Linked DNA regions of Sus scrofa: region 1 is linked to region 2. Evidence: chromatin contacts called from public HiChIP or PLAC-seq data. All regions are on one chromosome and are shown on one strand. The core of a region is the stretch at or near the end of the contact, and the rest is flanking DNA. Distances in the headings are between cores, read along the strand shown.

Evidence for each region. HiChIP or PLAC-seq counts read pairs in DNA pulled down with a chosen protein or histone mark.
Region 1: a contact with region 2 is called in an H3K27ac HiChIP or PLAC-seq map of alveolar macrophages. The contact joins two enhancer-like sites. A contact is called at or near these places in 4 of 47 Hi-C or Micro-C datasets (embryonic fibroblasts, mesenteric adipose tissue, retroperitoneal adipose tissue and 1 more) and 1 of 2 datasets of contacts at active chromatin or transcription factors (alveolar macrophages).

The regions. Positions count from the first base shown.
Region 1 is chr14:65,584,364-65,587,539 of Sscrofa11.1, forward strand. All of the region lies in intron 8 of ARID5B (AT-rich interactive domain-containing protein 5B), which reads left to right. Among named protein-coding and RNA genes, the nearest start is that of MIR9836, 160 kb to the right of the region's middle. Within about 2 kb of position 1,523, at least 41 of the 83 cell types and tissues checked have an H3K27ac peak or open chromatin away from gene starts, as enhancers often do. A contact at or near this core is called in alveolar macrophages, where this site is marked.
Region 2 is chr14:65,428,257-65,431,200 of Sscrofa11.1, forward strand. The region is part of intron 2 of ARID5B (AT-rich interactive domain-containing protein 5B); the gene reads left to right. Among named protein-coding and RNA genes, the nearest start is that of ARID5B, 21 kb to the left of the region's middle. Within about 2 kb of position 1,390, at least 4 of the 83 cell types and tissues checked have an H3K27ac peak or open chromatin away from gene starts, as enhancers often do. A contact at or near this core is called in alveolar macrophages, where this site is marked.

The DNA.
Region 1 (3,176 bases), core at 273-2,772, 160 kb after region 2:
GATATACACACCAACTTTATCCCCCTCTGCCCGAAAATATTCTCCAAGGGGACTAGCAGATCTCTGAGATTACAATATTTCACTGGTTTGATACCATACAAGTACCTATGAAGTAACAAGGGTGAGTTTGAGGTTCAAATACAATCCTAAAGATCTGCTCCTTCCCCCACTCTTCAGGTTGAGTCAGTCCCAGACATTATTATAATATCATTTTTCAGAGCTCTATAAATAGACAGATTCTCATTTCTCTTAAGTACTGTTTGCTAAATGTTTTGGCCCAAAAGTTCAGTCATTCCATGCAAGCATTAATCAATACAGGAGACATTAGTGGTTACTCGTTCTGATGAGATTTGACATTATTTTTCCTCTGCCTGTGGGGAGGGGAGGAGGATGTTGCCTAATAAAGATGAAGGGTCTTTGCTTCTTTTGTATGAAATGCAAATGATGAGGACGTGTGCAATATACATTTCTCAAATGTGAGGCTGCTGCTTTTTGTTGAGAGAGAGGCAAGGCCCTGGAGGATTTTAGAATTTGTAAATATAAAATTATCTGCCTTCATGTTTAAAAAAAATAATAAAAGGGAGAAAGACTTGGCAGGTTGCCAGATTACTTACATTACAGTAATAGATTTGCTGACCTCTGACTTCTGCTGTAGAGAAATGTATTGAATTTTTCATAATATCAGATGAGGCAGATCTAAAAACCTAGTATACTGAGCACCATTATTTAACTTGAGATTTAACAAAGCCGAAATCTTTTCAAACCAGCAATTTCTTGTATGATGATAATTTAGTGGCTCAGACACTAATAAATCAAGGTTATAATGCCATTGATTTGTTAATTTTAACTTGGGTTGATTTTAAGTCATCTTTATTTAAAAAAAAAATAAAAGGAGGAGGAGGAAGAGGAGAAAAAAAATCTTGCTTTTCACAGTGACTGAATTTAATAAGAATCTCCGTGATAGCAAAAGGCTCCCCTACTGTTTCTGCTTTGGGGTGGAAAATGTTATTCTTGTATTATTCCTAGGGAAAAATAAAATCTCATGCTGCTACAAATCTTACGCCTATGGAAAGATATTTTTTTTTTTAATACATGATGGCTTACCTATTTCAGATCCATTAATGGCATCATAAATAAGCATTTTGCTAATCTGAAATGTGAAATCAGGATAATAGTAAAGGCCCATTTATCTACCCAGCTTTCAATGCACCGACTACATGTAGATGTAGGGGGTGCGGGGGGAGCTCTCTGGATTTTCTAATGAATATATTGCTTCTCTTCCCCATCACTTCCATCCACCAGAAATCCACACCACATTCTAAAGAGTTGCAGCCCATTGAAAATATTTCTCCTGGGTAATTAGTTCTTAGGGGCTGGGGTGCATTATTTGCTTTTATCTGTACAGTTTAGAAGCTGATTAAATCTTTGTTGTACTACAAATATTTGAGGAATAGTCATCTGCAAGGCACAGTCATGTTGCTTTAGACTAAATTCTTTATGCAATACAATGCTTCCTGCGTTGGGCCATGTTGACCTTAGGTTGGCTAACCTGTCTTTAGTGGTATCGCGTGTACGTTAAATGTTGAAATGTTCAGAAACCCGTAATAGCTCTCGTCCTCTTGTACTGTAAAAACTTCTAATAATCAGATGATAAGATCATATCCTGTGGGGTAATTGTGTTGTACCGTGACAGGATAACTGAAAAAACATTCAGTGAAAATCGCACTGAACGGAAATCACTACATGAACAGCGATTGTTCAGCTGGGTGAGACCACGCTCAATTCTTCAGGGCTTAGCTGGTCATATTTCTACTTGTTTCCTTTTAGCTGCTGCCTTTCTTGTTTTATTTTGGGAGCCTTTTTTTCCCTGAGCCACTATAATTATCTTTCAGTGATTTAGAAGGGGAAAAAAAAACACTCAATTGACCTTTACACACACACACAGACTACACACTCACTCACTCACAAGCACACTCCCTCTGGAAGCCTTGAACAAGCAGGGTTTGTGTTTGGATTCAGTTTTACCTTAGTCATGCCTCTTTCCAGATACAAGAAACATTTAATTCCAGATTTCCTGCTTCTGGCTTTAGGCCTTTGACCAGCAAAGTGAAATGTATTTTTTACTGCTGTCGGCCAGCCAGCTGCTGAGTTGAGTGAAGGGAAGGGGAAAAAAAAAAAAAAAAAAAAAGAAGGAAAGGAAAAGAATAGAAATGTTGCCCTACCTCTTGAACTTGCACAACTGTCTAAGAAATTCAATTTTCCTTAGCACCCATCTAGAAAGCTGGCTTGGCCCAGGGCTGTCAGGACCTGGTGGCCCTCCCACCCCCGTCCTCTGCTTCCTCTCACCCCCTTGCCAGGGGGGTGATGTCGTCGTCCTTTTTGCTGAAAGGAGCCCCTCATGGTGTCACCATGTAGATTAGAGAATAGAGTTGGATGGAGGGCGGTGCCAACAGACAGTAACCACTGGAATACCCAGACTTCAATGCTTGAGCGGTTCTCATGGCAACCAAACAAAAGTACAACAAACCTATCTGTCCTAACAATAAAAAGAGGTTTTCCTCAAAGTCAGTTTAAAATAGTTTTTTTCTAATTTGAAATAGTCAATGCATTTTACTCTGGGACAGAAATCCCCAACCTGCCACTGTTGAAGGGGATAAAGTCCCTGGCAGAACCATGCACATCAAAGCAATTAGGGGGGAATGTTGGGGACTTTACAGATGAGACAGAATACATTCAAGTATGAACAGGATTGCTTTTTTTTTCTCTCTTCTGCTTAGTTATGCTTTTTATTACATAAACAGTAACTGTAATATTACAGTGGGAAGCAGGTATTTGGCAGCCATATATTATTTTAGTAAGTCTACATAGAGAGAACAGTTTCCAGTTTTAGCAGCTGTAACATGTTTAAACTCAGTTTGTAATGGGATCTGAAGATAACTATTCCCCATGGGCTGTGCTGATCTTCACGGCTGGCCCACTGCCAGATGCAGGGCTCGAAACTATTATTCACGCCTCCTTGCACATACCTTGTCCGAGCATGCTCAGTAAGTGAGTGTTGTTTCTAAGATGCTATAAATTGGGATTTGATTTTCCCATAATTTACTTGGTCTTTTATTAAAGAGGAGACTATTTTGATCACAACTGTCCCCACGTCTGTACTCACAAACCTGAACAGT
Region 2 (2,944 bases), core at 140-2,639:
ATCTATAGCAGATTGCTTTAATCTTTTAAAGATTTGTTAGTCTTCAAGCATGTCAACAAGTTACATTGGGTCATTCTTAAACCTAGTATCTGGATCAGTGAATCTGGGAGTTTTGCTGGAAAGGGCATTTCGTCTGGTTTGACGATTATCTGCAGAGAGTGGGGAAAGAGGACCCTATTGCTGATATAATTAAACGGGCTCCTAAGTACATAAGACCATGGGTATGTTTGATGCACAGTGGTTGAAGGAGGGGCATTAAATCAGGTGGACATATGTCCATGTAAAGACCTGAACATCTAAATGAAAGGCATCATTGGCTCATTTGTGTTTCTCATGAGTGTATCAATAGGAGACATGGGTCTCCTAGCCACCCTTCAACTTTGTGCATATGTCAGGGGGCAGCTGGCCTTCCATCTTTTAAATTCTCTAGATATCAGCTGTTTCATGGGAAAACTCATCTATTTCTCTTTTAGGGAAGCTGCAACTTCGTTTCTAATTAAGTGCTCAAAACATACTTCTGTAGGCATTAAATGTTTGATGAAAAGGTGGCATTAAGCAGATTCTGGCCCATTTTTAATCATGGACATTGATGTATGGGGGTAGCTTCCATGCTAAGTCTGCTGGAAAGTTAGAGAAAAGGAGTCTGGATTCAAATTTAGGAGCATACATCAGCTCTAAGATGTATGTATGTTGTGTGTTTTTTCCTTTTTTTTTTTTTTTTAAACCCTTGAATTTTTCTTTGTACAATGTCCCTCCTGGTGCCTTTGTATCCCCAGTTCCCTCCAAGGGCAGTGCCTTGTGTTCTTCCCCCACCTCCCTTTCCTCTCAACCTCACTAGGACCTCCTCTTCTTTAGGGTGTCAACAGAGACCTTTCTTGACCATCTGACTGGACATCATCCCTAGTTCTACCCTTGTCTCCCATTACTGACTCTTATAATTCTTTTGTCTCAGATTTTATTCTGGCTCCCCACATCCCCAACACACACACCCAATTGTAGGCTCCAGGAAGGTAGGGCTTCTTCTCTATTTTAATTCCTGACTGTCATCCCAATGCCTGATGTATAGTCAGTTCCCAGTAAATATGTGCTGAATGAATGAAATCACTTAGAACAGTTTCTCTTTCTGTAAGTCACACTTAGGTGAGGTCCATGTCCTCTGTCTCCCACCCCCACCAGACCGCAGTTCTTTCCCAGTCCCCAGCTGTTCCTAGAGAAATGTGGGCTAGATGCTCAGGACATTGAGAATGAAAGAATGATTGGATCCTCTGGCAAAGGAGAGGGAGAAAAGTACCCTTTATTCCCCAGGCAAGGAACAGGAGACCCTGGGCAGTGTGTGTTTCTGAAGGGCAGCACCAGTGTCTTACTCATCCTTATCTCTCCATGGCTGATACCCCATGGAGATGGCTGACTCAGCCCAGTGCCTGGCACAAAGCAAATTAATTGGTTAGATTGAGCTGAGTTGGGGGAGAGCTCAGACATAATCCCATGAAGTTCAGTTTGTGAATGCTCAGCTTGTGGTGGCTCCTTCTGGGTTCTCTTTTACAACTGTTTTGTCAGAATGCCCAACAGCATTCTTTCACTCACTATGCATTCATTCGTTAAGCTACCCCTTGGAGTATGTAGGAGATCAGAGGCATGGAAGGCAAGTTACAGCCCTGCCTTCAGACAGCTTACCTTGAGGAAAACTTGGGCTTTCCTCTCTGGTTTACACAACCCCCTCTGAGGTACCAGAAGAGTTGTATTGCTCAGGTCTGTCCCCTGTGTTGGGCTCCACACCACAGTCTTTGAATAGGAGTAGAAAGGTCACCAGCTGTGGTTGCAAATTGGCTCTTATGTTAATCCTGGCTTATTCAGAAACACTCAATATTTTTCCAAACCGAGTATAGAGCTTTTGATTGAAGCCTGAATCATTTACTGTGGCAGAGCATATCACCAGCATGGGAAAAACTAGAACTTGAAAATACAAAGCCCCTTTAAGTAATCCAATATAGGATAATTACATTATTAAATAAAGCTGTGGGTCTCAAATTATTCCACTGCCATTGTACATGTGAGGATAATAATGTGAACTGTGCTAAGTGAACAGAGCACAAAAAAATGTTTTAACAAGAGGGAGCATGTCTAAATCATATGTTTATGGTTAAATAAAGTCTACACAAAACAGGAAGATTTCTTTGGTTCCTACATTTAAAGTGTTCTAAATAGGCATAAGGCTCTTGATTCTCTGTGAAGACTGCTCTTCTCGTTAGTGACAGCCCCATATCAAGATTCTATGCCAGTTCACCAATAACCTTGAATAAATCAGACGGCTCCCACTGTGATTTCGTATATCACCAGGAGCAAAGAATTTTCTTCTTCCTTTTAGGGTCTTTGTGGAACATGGGCCCTGCTGAACTTTGTACCTGGGCAGGGTGTCTGTAAAACTAGGTGGGAAAAAAAGGTCAGGAAATGTAAAAGTAACGGTTTGAAGCCACTCAGCATATTAGAACATCTGGGTTGGGTAGTGGTTGAGTGTGGGTTTTATTGTTATTATTTTTGCTTTTAGAGAATATTCTTATAGGTAACTCATCCGAGCTTTAATATTAGAATTGGACTCATTTATTTTCTTTTGCTTAGGTTTTTAAAAACTTTTCTTATTTTTATTTTTTGATTTTACTGAAATATAGTTGATTTACAATGTTGTATTACAATGTTTCAGGTGTACAGCAAAGTGAATCCGTTATACATATAGATATATCCATTTTTTCTTTCCATATAGGTTTTTACAAACTATTGAGTAAATTTCCCTGTGCTATACAGTAGGTCCTTGTTAATTACCTATGTATACAGTAGTGTAGATATATTATTCTCATCCTCCTAATTCTTCCCTCCCCCCTTTTGCTTACGTTTTAATGGCCAGAGCTAAGTATATGGGTGACAAGCTAGTTTTTATTATGGCAACTTG